Regions from separate parts of the Sus scrofa genome. Here region 1 is linked to region 2. The links are chromatin contacts, called in public Hi-C maps. All regions are on one chromosome and are shown on one strand. Each heading gives the region's core, a stretch centred on a gene start, on an enhancer-like site or on the middle of the called end of the contact. The rest is flanking DNA. Distances are from core to core; before and after follow the strand shown. Region 1 holds the start of LOC100518330 (serotonin N-acetyltransferase). Region 2 holds the start of RHBDF2 (inactive rhomboid protein 2).

Region 1 (5,968 bases), core at 350-2,849, 39 kb before region 2:
ACTTCTGCACCCAGTGCCCGGAGCTGCTCACTCCAGGATCCCGACTTTTTGGTGCCTTTGTGCCTTTGCTTCCCTGTCTGCTTGGAATTTTTTTTTCCCTCTGCTTCAACCCAAGATTTTACCTAAAGAACCCCTTTTCATCTTAGAATACCCAAGGGGGCGCTTCTTATCCATGAGGAAGCCCCGTTTCTCCCACTTATTCCCCACTTCCCTGGTCAGACCCGTCTGATTAATTTATTTCCCTCTATTCCAACCATTTGTTTGCATGCCTTTCTCTCCTATGGGACCAAATCTTCTTTGCACGTTGGTACCAACGTCCAGCACAGGTCTGACCCACGGTAGGTGCACAAAAGATGTCTGTGGAATGACTGAATGAGAGCTAACCTCTCTCAAAGGTCCCAGATGTGCCAACAGTCCCTGGGACTCCTCTGTCCCTCCTCAAGTCCCAGCTCTCCATTTGTCCTAGACACACCCCACCCCCACAGGCACACTCCCAGCACACACACACCCACTCTCGCCCTGCTCCTCTGCGCTTGCACACTCACGCACATGTGCTCTCCTCCTCCCCCACTATGAGCCTTCGGTTTCTAGATCTGGGCTGCCCACTGCAGTGCCCCCCAAAAACATGTGACTTTTGAGCACTTGAAATGTGGCTTGTCTGAACTGCCATGGGCTATAAGTGTAAAAACACACTGGGAGTTCCCGTCGTGGCTCAGCAGGTTAGGAACCCAACACAGTGTCTGTGAGGTTGTGGGTTCAGTCTCCGGCCTCGCTTGGTGTATTAAGGGTCCAGCATCGCTACAACCTGTGGCATCGGTCACAGATGCAGCTCAGATCACAGTCGATGTGGCTGTGGTGTAGCCGGCAGCTGCAGCTCCGATTTGACCCCTAGCCTGGGAACTTCTGTAGGCCTCAAGTGTGGTCCTAAAAAGACAACAACAATGACAACAAAAAGGAGTTCCCATTGCGGCTCAGTGGGTTAAGAACCTGACACAGTGTCCATAGGGATTCAGATTCCATCTCTAGCCTCGATCAGTGGGTTAAGGATCCAGTGTTGCTGAAAGCAGCGACATAGGTCACAGATGTGGCTTAGATCCCATGTTGCTGTGGCTGTGATATAGGCCAGCAGCTGCAGCTCTGTTTCAACTCCTATCCTGGAACTTCCATATGCCACAGGTGCGGTCCTAAAATTAAAAAAAAAAAAAAAAAAAAAAAAGCACTGGTTTGGGAGACTCAGTGGAAGGGGAGAAAAAAACCAGAATATAAAATATCTCTTGGACTTCCCATGTGGCTCACAACATAACTACTCGGTGTTGCTTCTACAGAATATAAAATATCTCCAGGAGTTCCTGTCGTGGTTCAGCAGAAACCAATGTGACTAGGAACCATGAAGTTGCGGGTTCAATCCCTGGCCTTGCTCAGTGGGTTAAGGATCTGGCGTTGTGAGCTGTGGTGCAGGTTGCAGATGTGGCTTGGATCCTGCGAAGGCCAGCAGCTACAGCTCCGATTCGACCCCTAGCCTGGGAAGCTCCATGTGCTGCAGGTGGAGCTCTACAAAGGCAAAATAAATAAATAAATAAATACAATATCTCCAATAATTTTTATATTGATGACTTGTTGAAATGAAAATACTTTCTATATATTGGGTTAAATACAATATTATTTTAAAGTCAAGTTCACCTGTTTCCTTTGGCTTTTTTTTTTCTTGTGGCTACTAGAAAACTGAAAATCACAAATGGGGGGTGGTCCCAGGATCTTTCTGCTGGACGATGGGGCTCCAGATGCTCAGGAAGCCATAGGTGCCTTCTTTCTCCAGGAGGTGGCGGTCTCTCCCCATTTTTGACACCTCCATTCTAGAAAGGTCTGGAAAGTTCCTGGGGAAATGGCCTGTGTAACAAAGCAGGTATTGAACCCTAAACGGGACAGGGCCACAGTCAGCCCTGCAGTGATGTCAGCCTATCCACGCAAAGGAGGCGTCAAAAGAAACCCACAGGAAGTCAAGGAGCTAAGTGCCACCTTCCTCAACAGAAGAATCAACACCTAGTTGATAGATTCTTGCTCTAGGTACCGAGTGCGTTACCACGTGTTCAGTGAAATCGCTGTTTTCCAGGCATTTCTAGGCCTTTGAAGGAGATGGGCATGCAGTGGACACACTGTGGTGCCCAGGCCAAGTCCACCTTTAGGTCCAGGGAACACGTCCCACCTGCTGAGGCTCACAGCTGCAGTTCCTCCCCAGAGATGGTTCTTGGCTGAAAGAAGATGCCTCGTCCAGCCAATGACTGTCCCTACGGAGCAACAAAGTGTGGCCCTCTGGCCTCAGGCCGTGGTCCCAGGGAACAGACTATAATGGAGTCTGTCCCTGATCCTGGCCTGCTAAGGAGGACCTCCCTCGCCAGTGGTGGGTAGAATATTCTGGCCCCTGGCATGCTGCAGGGGTACAATCATTACAACGTTCACGGACAGGGAACTGGGATGGGATAGCAGCGAAAGGAAAGGCAGCAGTGTGAGAAAAATCTCAGGTGTTTCAGGAGCATGTCAGTATAAGAACTGTAGGTGCACCTGGCCACTCCTGGGGACAGGCACCCTGGGCACAGACAGCAAAAGCCTGGGCTTGGGGTAAAATCCAGAGTGTTTCCTTGGCAGCAGGTAAAGAAGCTCACATCCTGAAGTTGGGGGCGGTGAGAGAAGGAGCGGGCCAGGCTTGGGACGGAACCAAAGTAACAGAGCCCCAGGGGAGGGGAATTCGCAACCTTAGGGAGTCAGGCAAGCCGAGGGGCTTCCTGGTTGGGAAGAAGAGGGATCCGAGACAGGTGCGGGTATCTGGCTGCTGTGACTGCGCCCCTCCTGATAGGGTGGCTCCAGACAGCTTGGAGGAAGGGATCCCGATGTCCCATCCGGTGCATCTGTTGAGACCCCCTAGGTTCTCACGCGGGAATTGCGCTCCGCTGGAGGAAGCTGCCTCAGCAGGACGGATGCAGGGCCACGAGGCCTGCCCCCTGCCCCCTGCCTCCATCCAGGCGTCTCTGAGGGGCTTTTGGCTCCTTCTGCTGTGAGCCGAGGCCTCTGTAGCAACGGCGTCATCACAGCCCAACTTCTCCCTCTGCCGAGCCCTGCTTCCCCTGCTCCCCGCCATGGAGGCGGGGGTGGGGAGGTGTGGGGGGGTGAGACTCCCGCACTTAATTCTCCAGCTGAGTCTCTGTCCCCAGGGAACCTGCTAGTGACAGATTAAGGTTGCTAAGGTAAATACGATTAGGCAAGATGTGCTCGGTGCCAGGTGTGTGGGGCACATGTTCAGAGCAGGGGAGGGGCGAAGAGAAGGATGCCCCCCAAACCCGCGGAAAAATGCAAATAGATGCTCAAGCACCTGAACGGAGGGCTGCCTTCCCTGCCTGTCGGAGCCTTTCGGCTGCTCTGCCTGGAAAGTTGGGGTCTTGGAGGCATCATCAGCACTGGGGACCCCCTGACCCCCAGGGCCTGCCACTTCATCTCCTGCAGTGGGAACCGGGCAGGATGGAGGTGGGAATGGGGAGCAGGTGGGGCTCCAAGTGGGAAGTTCCTGGAAGCCCCACCCCACACCCCGCCTTCTAGATGCATCTGAGCTACCCCAGACTCTGCACTGGAGGTGGGGTCAGGTGGGATGAGGTTGGGGGGCGGGGAAAGATGTCTCCAGGCCCCCAGACCCTCCAGTGGCTCATTATACCTTTGACCACCACCCTCTACCCTGCTGTCACTCTGTTTTGTCACTATGAATTTGTTCCTTTTTTTGCTTTTTGGGGCCGCACCTGTGGCACATGGACGTTCCCAGGCGAGGGGTTGAATCTGAGCTGCAGCTGCCAGCCACAGCCACAGCCACAGCAATGACAGATCCAAGCTGTATCTGCGACCTACACCGCAGCTCACAGCCATGCTGGATCCTTAACCCATTGACTGAGGCCAGGGATTGAACCTGCGTGCTCATGGATACTAGTCAGGTTCTTAACCCCCGAGCCACAGTGGAAACTCCACAGTTCTGCATTTCTAATTGAGCAAATGCTGTAGATGGTAGTACTCTCGGGCTGCCTGAGCTGGAAGGACCCTCAAAGGTGGGTTTGCCCAGGCTCCCAGGGGGCAGAGAGTGAGTGCCCGCGCCAGCCAGTTGGCGGCAGGGCAGGCATTAGAGTGGGCCCACGAGGCTCAGCCCCGAGCTTTTCCCCCCAAACCCTGGGACCTCAGCCCACCGCCGTAATCCTCTGTGCGCAGTGTCTGCGTGCGGGTCCAGGGCATGAGGCTGCCGCAGCCCCGCTGGCTTCGTCCTGCCTGTAGCGCAGAGGCGGGGTGGGTGGGGGATTAGACATCTCTGAGATCAATGTCACGTGCCGCCCGGCCACTCAGCTGCACCAGCCGTGAGCCCGGGAGTCCAGATTTTTCTGGTTCCTGAGCCTGTGGACAGCTGAGGAGGGACTGGTTGTGTGGTGGGAACGCTGGAGCCCCTGCCCCACAGTCCTGGTAAGCGGGACCCCTGTCTCTGGCTCCCAGCCTTCAGGAACAAGAGTGCCCTGCTTGGGGCTTGGAGACTCGGGGAAAGAAGATGGAGGGGGAAGGGCAGACACTGTGCAGACCATGCAGCTTTGTGACGCAGGGAAGGACTCCTCTACGGCTTGTCCCTCTGCAGGGGTTCGTGGGAGAGAGACAAAGAAAGACCTGGGGACCCAGTGAGAAGGGACAGGGCAGGAGGGATCCATGCAACCTGTAAGCTTGCTCCACCCAAGCCCCCACTGCAGATCCACTACCAAGAGGGCAGATGCCCCACCACCCTGGACGCTTGGCAATGAGGACCAGACCCCTGACCATCGCTCCTCGCCAGCAGGTGCCGAGGGGCCTTCCTCACCACAGAGGCCACTTCTGAAGCTGGGCCACCCCCACGAGTTGGCAGCAGCAGCCAGGATGTCCGCTCAGACCAGCCACTACCTGAAGCCCAGGCCCCTGAGCCTGCCACCTACCATCCCAGAGTCCCCAAGCCGCCAGCGGCGCCACACACTCCCCGCCAGCGAGTTTCGCTGCCTCACCCCGGAGGATGCTGCTGGCGTGTTTGAGCTCGAGCGAGAAGGTGAGCAGCCCCCTGCAGGTCCGGGTCCCTGCTGGGCTCTGCCCCCGTGGCCTGTGGGGAGAAGACCCTGGAGTCTCCTTTGCTGTGGGGGAGGGGCTGGGGGCTGGGGGCTGGAGAGAGGTGCTCGGTGTGCCCTGGACCCTGGGCACCCAGCCCAGTGACCACAGAGGCACTGCCAGAGCCTCCTCCCTCCACAGCCTTCATCCCTGTCTCGGGCACCTGCCCCCTGAACGTGGACGAGGTCCGGCACTTCCTGACCCTGTGTCCCGAGCTGTCCATGGGCTGGTTCTTGGAGGGTCGCCTCTTGGCCTTCATCATCGGCTCCCTGTGGGACAAGGAGAGAATCACTCAGGTGAGGACAGGGGGGCAGAGATGCCCAGCCCTGCAAAGGCCCGGAAGAGGGGCCACTGCCTCCAGCCCACCCCCGGCCCCTGGCTCCTCCTGTTCTCACAGAGGCAGTGGGTCGGGGAGAGGGGCGGGGATTCCTCCTTCCCGAAGCAAGCTGATGAGCACAGGCGTGGTCCTCCAGGGCTCTGGGGTCCCAAGGCCCTTGAAGGAGCTGCCATGGGGCTGGGGATGGAGGGCCCACTGAGAGCCCTCCTTGGGGGACGGGGAAGCTAACTGGAGGCACCCAGGCAACACCTGCCCTCGGCCCGGGTGGGGGTGGCTTGGGATGCAGGGTCCACAGAGGTGATCTGGACTCTTGCCCCCAGGAGTCGCTGACGCTGCACAGGCCCGGGGGCCGCACAGCCCACCTGCACCTGCTGGCCGTGCACCGCGCCTTCCGGCAGCAGGGCAAGGGCTCGGTCCTGCTCTGGCGCTACCTGCACCACCTGGGCAGCCAGCCGGCCGTGCGCCGGGCCGTGCTCATGTGTGAGGCCA
Region 2 (6,120 bases), core at 1,977-4,476:
GGCACCCGTACGGGGGGGCCTCCCTGGCCTGCGGCCCTGGTACCCTCCATCTTCACTGGTGCTCAGCTAACACCCCGAGCGGGGGCACCACCCTCCACCAGCAGCTGGGCCCAGCGTGGGCCTCTTGTCTAACCCAGGGTCCCCAGTGGCACAGTGGCACTTCTTACCGCAGAAGGGAGGTCGACTGGGGGGCCACGAGGAATTAGCATCCTGTTATTCCTTGGATATTAGTTTCCTGGTCTAAGTGCCCAAGGGGTTAGGTGTGGATTCCGAAGGGAAAAATCACAGCAGGTCACACGGTGCCAGGCGTCCACGGCCGCCTCAGCAAACCAGTGCTGGGAAAATGTATGAGAACAGACACCACCCCCCCCCACCAGACCCTATGGGGATATTTGAACTCCAGGGCTGTCCTGGTTCCCCCCTGCGTGGGAAGCGCCCTGGGGGTGAAGCACTCCAGGACAGAGCCGTGAGAGGGCCCCAGTTCGCAGCCCTTTGGTCTCAGCTCCTCCCACCACAGCACCCAGACCGGCTTCCTGCAGGGCCCGTGGTTTAAGCTGGGAACCATGTATCTCATTTAGGCTATACTCCAAGTTCCTTCTCTAACCCCTGGGGAAACTGAGGCAGGGAGTGGGGCAGTCAATACAGAACTTGACGGACCAGGGGCTGCACCGGGGTCCCTCAACCACAGCAGGGCACTATGGACAGCTGGGGGATTCTTTGCGGTGGGGGCCGTCCCGTAGGATGATTCGCAGCCTCCCTGGCCTCTATGCACCGGCGGCCAGTAGCAACAACACTGGCCCCTTCCCCTGAGTTGTGACAACCACAAGGTCTCCAGACATTGCTGAATGTTCCCTGGCAGGAAAAAAAAATGCCCGGCTGAAGACTACTGCTCTAAAACAAGTTTCACTTTCCACTCTTCCCTCTGCCTTTCCTACAGGGAGTGAGAGACATAACACAGCCGCTGGGCTCCTTATATGACCAGCAAAAGCCACCCACACAGGGTCTTAAATCTAGCCATTTGGCAAACAGCTGCCGCATGTGGGGTCGATCCTGCAATCCCTCCGCTCCTTAGACATTCCCTCGCAGGGGCTCCAACTCTAGGCCCTCCCCCTTGGCTTTTCACCCAGTTAGGCTGATACCTAGGGTCCCCTCTGCCCTGGAGTTGGCGGGGGGTGGGGGGGTGGGGGTGGAGAGAGTCTGCGACCTAAAGACGAGTCCCTCCCTAACCTAACGCAGAGCCCCGGGGGAACCGGAGCGGGGCAGCCTTCCCAAGCCTCTCTGCCGAAAAATCAGGACTTTGGGGTCCAGTTTCTGAGCTCTGGACCAGCCTGGCAAGAAGCCTCCCCGGCCGCACCTGTTTCCACCTCGGCGGCAGGCTGAACCGAAAAACCCCGCCCCGGCCGCGACTGCTCACCCAGGAGAAAGGGGAGGGGAGCAGAAGGTATGAATTCCAGGCGCTTCTGGGACGAAGGCGGGACGGCGCGGTCCGGCCCTAGGGCTGTCCCCTCTCTTCCTCCCGGGACTTTAAACTTCGGCCCAATTGTCATGCCCCCATCTCTGGTGACCCATGGCCCACGAACCCCTTAGGCGCCTCGTCCCAGCCGAGCACAAGAAGCCAGCACACCCGGTCCAGCGGCCCCTTGAAGTCCAGCCCTGGCCTCTGGCCCCAGGCTTGGCCCACGTGGGGCCCGAGAACTCCGCAGGCCGGCCCCCTCGCCGCCGCGCACCGCCGCCCCAAGGCGTGCTCCGGCGCAATCCCGCGGCCCCTCTGGCACCGGCCGCCCGGCTGCCGCGAGCCCGGCCCCGCCCGCTGCCCCGCGCTCACCTCCCTGCGGCCCCAAGTCCCCAGGACGCAGCTCCGAGCGGCGCCGGCCAGCGGCTGGGCGGTGGCTCCTGGGGGCGGGGCCCCGGCGCTCCGCCTCTTCCCTACCTGCGCGGGGCGGCGGGGGAGGGGGCGGGGCGGGGGCGGGGCCTGGGGCGGGGCCTGGTGCCGGGGGGCGGGGCGGGGCGGGCCGGCCCGGGCCGGGTCCGCGCTGGACGCCAGTGTCCTGCTCTGCGGTTCCTGGGGCAGCGGTGCCCAGCGACGGATCCAGTGGTGTCTCAGCCCGGGCAGAGCCCTATTTTCCGCTGGAGCTCGTCTTCCGGGCGCCATCCTCTCCTCCCCCGACAAAGAGAAAAATCTAGGTCCGAAGTGCCACGATCACGTCAACCCTCTAGAAAAACCACTCCAGTAACAGCCATCTCCCATACCCTCCCTCCAGCGCCTTCATCCTTAGGTCAAACAAGCCTGTTCCCCCGGACCTTTTAGCCCTCACCCTTTCCTTGAAACACATTTGGAAGGTCTCGCCTGTGAGTCCTGTTGCAGCTTCTGCCTCCAGGAAGCCTTCTCTCATCTCTGCCCCTGCCCGCGACTCTCCGTTACCGCCAACGCGCCCTCCTCCGCATCCTCCCGAGGCGGAGGCGCCTTCCAAGGCTGAGGACGGGTCTTACTCAACTTCCCCTGCCCCCACCCTCCCTCGGCATTAAGTCCAGAGCTGGTGCCAATGACAGAAGCGTGCCTAGGGTTTGCCGCTGGGAGAAGCTCTGGCTGGGTGCCTGGGTGGACGGCGGGGTCTCTAGACGAGTCACAGGAATCTTCTTTAGGGCAGACTCAGTAAAACACCCGCGCTGCCTCTGCTCCAATGACGCAGAACCTTCCTGATGGGGCAGAATCTTGGTTCGCATGGATTCCTGCCACGGACGCAGAGGAAAGATGTCAAGATCTGGAGATTCCGGAGTTCCCCGTTGTGGCTTAGCGGGTTAAGAACCCGACTAGTATCCATGAGGATGCAGTTCTATCCCTGGCCTTGCTCAGTGGGTTAAGGATCCAGCGTTGCCCCAAGCTGCAGGAAAAGTCCCAGATGCAGCTCCCATCCAGTGTTGCTGTGGCTGTGGCGTAGGTCTGCAGCTGCAGCTCCAATTCGACGCCTAGCCTGAAAACTTCCCTAGTCTGTAAAAATAAAAACTAAAATAAAATAGAGGTAGGAGTTTCCACTGTGGGGCAGTGGGTTAAGGATCAGGTGTTGCCGCAGCTGTAGTGGGGGGTTGCAGCTGTGGCTGGTATGGGAACCCTGGCTGGGGAACTTCCATATGCCTCCAGCGTGGCTGAAAAAGGAAAAAAAAAAAAACATGGGGCTTTTGTAAGAAGCCCCTTAGAGGGTACTCACTTCTAATTGTTAGCAGCTGCCGTTGAAACTCAGACTGCTCTTACTGTTATCACAGGAGGTCCCCAATGTCTCCTCCAAGCCAGTCTCTATTTGCTCTCAGCCCAGAGAAGCTCTGCTCTGACTCTTGATCTCCCTCCTCTGCTGCAATTTCTCCCCTAGCTCTGCTGCTTCCCTGGGGTGGGGGCAGGCACAGTCCACTTGGCCCCACCCCTGCAGAGTCCCTCAAGCAGCTGCCCTGCAGCCTGAGCCAAAAATTCCTGCACCTCCCCGCTCCCAGAGGCAAGTGCAGACCCATCTACTCTGACGCACTGGGTAGCTGTGGCCCGGGCTGACCCCTGCTGGTGCCAGGATTGCTCAGGGTCTGACTACCTCCAGGGGCAGGGGGCACCCATCTCCCTCCTTGGAGGCCAAGGACCCGCCTAGCCTCCCCCTTCAGACTAGATGAACTAAACGATTGTGTGGGTGGGTGTGTTGGGGGCGGGATCCGGGCTGAGCTCCCAAGGCCAGATGTCCCTTTCTCAGCCCTGGGCCGGCTCTTATCATCTCGCCTTCCCCCTGGAGCAGGCCTCGCCAGCCTGGAGGACCAGAGGTTGATGTGATACTCAAGCCTCCGGGGAGAGGGGCAAGGTCTGGAAGCCTGGGGACAGGAATCTGGCCATGGTGTTGGTCTCAGGGTGGGTCCAGACCTTGATCCTTTGCAGAGCTCCTGAGGAACCCCCCCAGCACCCCTGTTATCACTAACCTGGACAGGGGTGGGGGGTGGGGTGAGAGGGCAGGTAGGGGTGGGGGTGGGGAGTAAAGAGAAGGAAGATCAGCCAGAGAAAGGCTTTGGGGAGTGGAGGGTGGGCCGAAGCTGGAGGATCCCTCGGCAGGAGCACAAGCGGGGACCACGTATCTGGCACCCACAGCATCCAAATCTTGGGAAGCTGCGGGGTACAGAGAAGACCAGAGCCCCACGAGGAGAGCCGGTGTTCTGCCGGGGAGATGAAGCACTCAAGGAACAATGACAGGAAGGGCAGCAAGCCGTCCCGAATCCTTCCCCTGACCCCTGTGGTCTAACACGTTATCTAGCACACGCCACCCTTGAGACAGCTCCAGAAGTGGTACCCTTTCTATCACCTCCATTGCAGGGCTGAGACAGAGGAGGCAGAGAGAGAGAGAGAGGTCGAGCAGCTGGACTTAACTCAGTCACCATCCGACGGTAGACTCTGGCGAGTGGTCCTGCAGGAGCCCCCAGGAGGAGTGGAGGGATTCCAGGTGGCGGCCGATGTCATGGATTTGTCCCATCAGAAACAGGGCACGCTGGGGAGTTCCCTTTGTGACTCAGCAGTTAACAAACCTGACTAGGATCCATAAGGATGCGGGTTCGACCCCGGCCTCGATCCCTGGATTCAGGATCCAGCGTTGCTGTGAGCTGTGGGGTAGGTGGCAGATGGGGCCCAGGTCTGGTGTGGCTGTGGCTGTGGGGTAGTCCGGCAGCTGTAGCCCTGATGCGACCCCTAGCCTGGGAACCTCCATAGGCCGCGGGTGCGGCCCTAAAAAGACAAAAAAAAAAAAAAAAAGAAAGAAACAGGGCACGCTGCCCAGCGTGCAGGTGCTGGGCTGCTTATCACAGGCTTGGCTGCAACAGCAAGCACCTGTCCAGCCGGCAGGCAGGGCATTAAACAGAGCAGGGGATAATCTGCAGTCATGTCACTCAGCTGTGAACAGTGGGGAGCTCACTCGCTCTCTGCTGATTTGGATACAGCCTAGATGCGTTAAGTGTCAAGGAGCAAGAGGCACGTTTAGTGTAACTGCATTTACCTACAGTTAAAGGGTCATTATATATATAAATGCTGGTAGAGCCACAGAAACCTCTCTGGAAGTATGTTTGTGGAGTGAGCACGAAGAGAGCACGAAGAGGGGAAAAACGGACTTGCTTTTCATTTCATGCCATGGGCCTGCATTATTTTTATAATTCACACACACACACCCAGTCTAAAGTTTATTTATTTATTTATTTTTTTTTTTTGTCTTTTGTCGTTGTTGTTGTTGCTATTTCTTGGGCCGCTCCCGCGGCATATGGAGGTTCCCAGGCTAGGGGTTGAATCGGAGCTGTAGCCACCGGCCTACGCCAGAGCCCCAGCAACTCGGGATCCGAGCCGCGTCTGCAACGTACACCACAGCTCACGGCAACGCCAGATCGTTAACCCAGTGAGCAAGGGCAGGGACCAAACCCGCAACCTCATGGTTCCTAGTCGGATTCGTTAACCACTGAGCCACGACGGGAACTCCTAAAGTTTATTTTTATTTATCTTTTGTCTTTTGTCTTTTCAGGGCCACACTGCGGTATAGGGAGGTTCCCAGGCTAGGGGTCCAATTGGAGCCATTGCTGCTGGCCTACACCACAGCCACAGCAACACCAGATCCGAGCTGCGTCTGTGACCTACACCACAGCTCAGGGCAACACTGGATCCTTAACCTGCTGAGCGAGGCCAGGGATTGAACCCGAAACCTCATGGTTCCTAGTCGGATTCGCTTCTGCGGCACCAGGACAGGAACTCCTAATGTTTATTTTTAAATGGGCCTAAAAGTGGAGTGAGGATCTTGACAGGTAGGAAGGAGGAGTTTTAGGTGGAAAGAACAAGAAGGCACAGGAGTGAGGAATTCTGGTTATGGGCAGGGAAACCTCTGGTCCCACGTTTGGCTGTATCACAGGAAGTGTTGGGAGGGTGATGGGTGGTGACAAGCCTGGGAAGGCAGGTGGGTGTGAGGCTCTGATGGATCAAGATAAGGTGTTTTTGTTTAATCTTACAAGTAATGGAGAGTTGGGGGTTTTTTGTTTCATTTTGTTTTTGTTTTTTTTGTTTTTTGTTTTTTTGCCTTTTTAGGGCTGCCTGTGTGGCATATATTAGTTCCCAGGCTAGGGGTTGAA

What was found. Hi-C and Micro-C count contacts between places; a contact is called where the count stands out from the background.
Region 1: a Hi-C map of embryonic fibroblasts shows a contact between it and region 2, with 5 times the contacts expected there. The contact joins the promoter of LOC100518330 here to the promoter of RHBDF2 in region 2. A contact is called at or near these places in 2 of 5 promoter capture datasets (fetal liver and liver), 34 of 47 Hi-C or Micro-C datasets (adipose tissue, alveolar macrophages, blood and 15 more) and 2 of 2 datasets of contacts at active chromatin or transcription factors (alveolar macrophages and skeletal muscle).

The regions. Positions count from the first base shown.
Region 1 is chr12:5,043,257-5,049,224 of Sscrofa11.1, reverse strand. It overlaps LOC100518330 (serotonin N-acetyltransferase), which reads left to right and starts at 1,599. Exons shown (of 3, transcript XM_005656910.3): 1 at 1,599-5,086; 2 at 5,284-5,438; 3 at 5,800-5,968. The coding sequence starts at 4,720.
Region 2 is chr12:5,005,640-5,011,759 of Sscrofa11.1, reverse strand. It overlaps RHBDF2 (inactive rhomboid protein 2), which reads right to left and starts at 3,226. Exons shown (of 19, transcript XM_021066584.1): 1 at 3,207-3,226.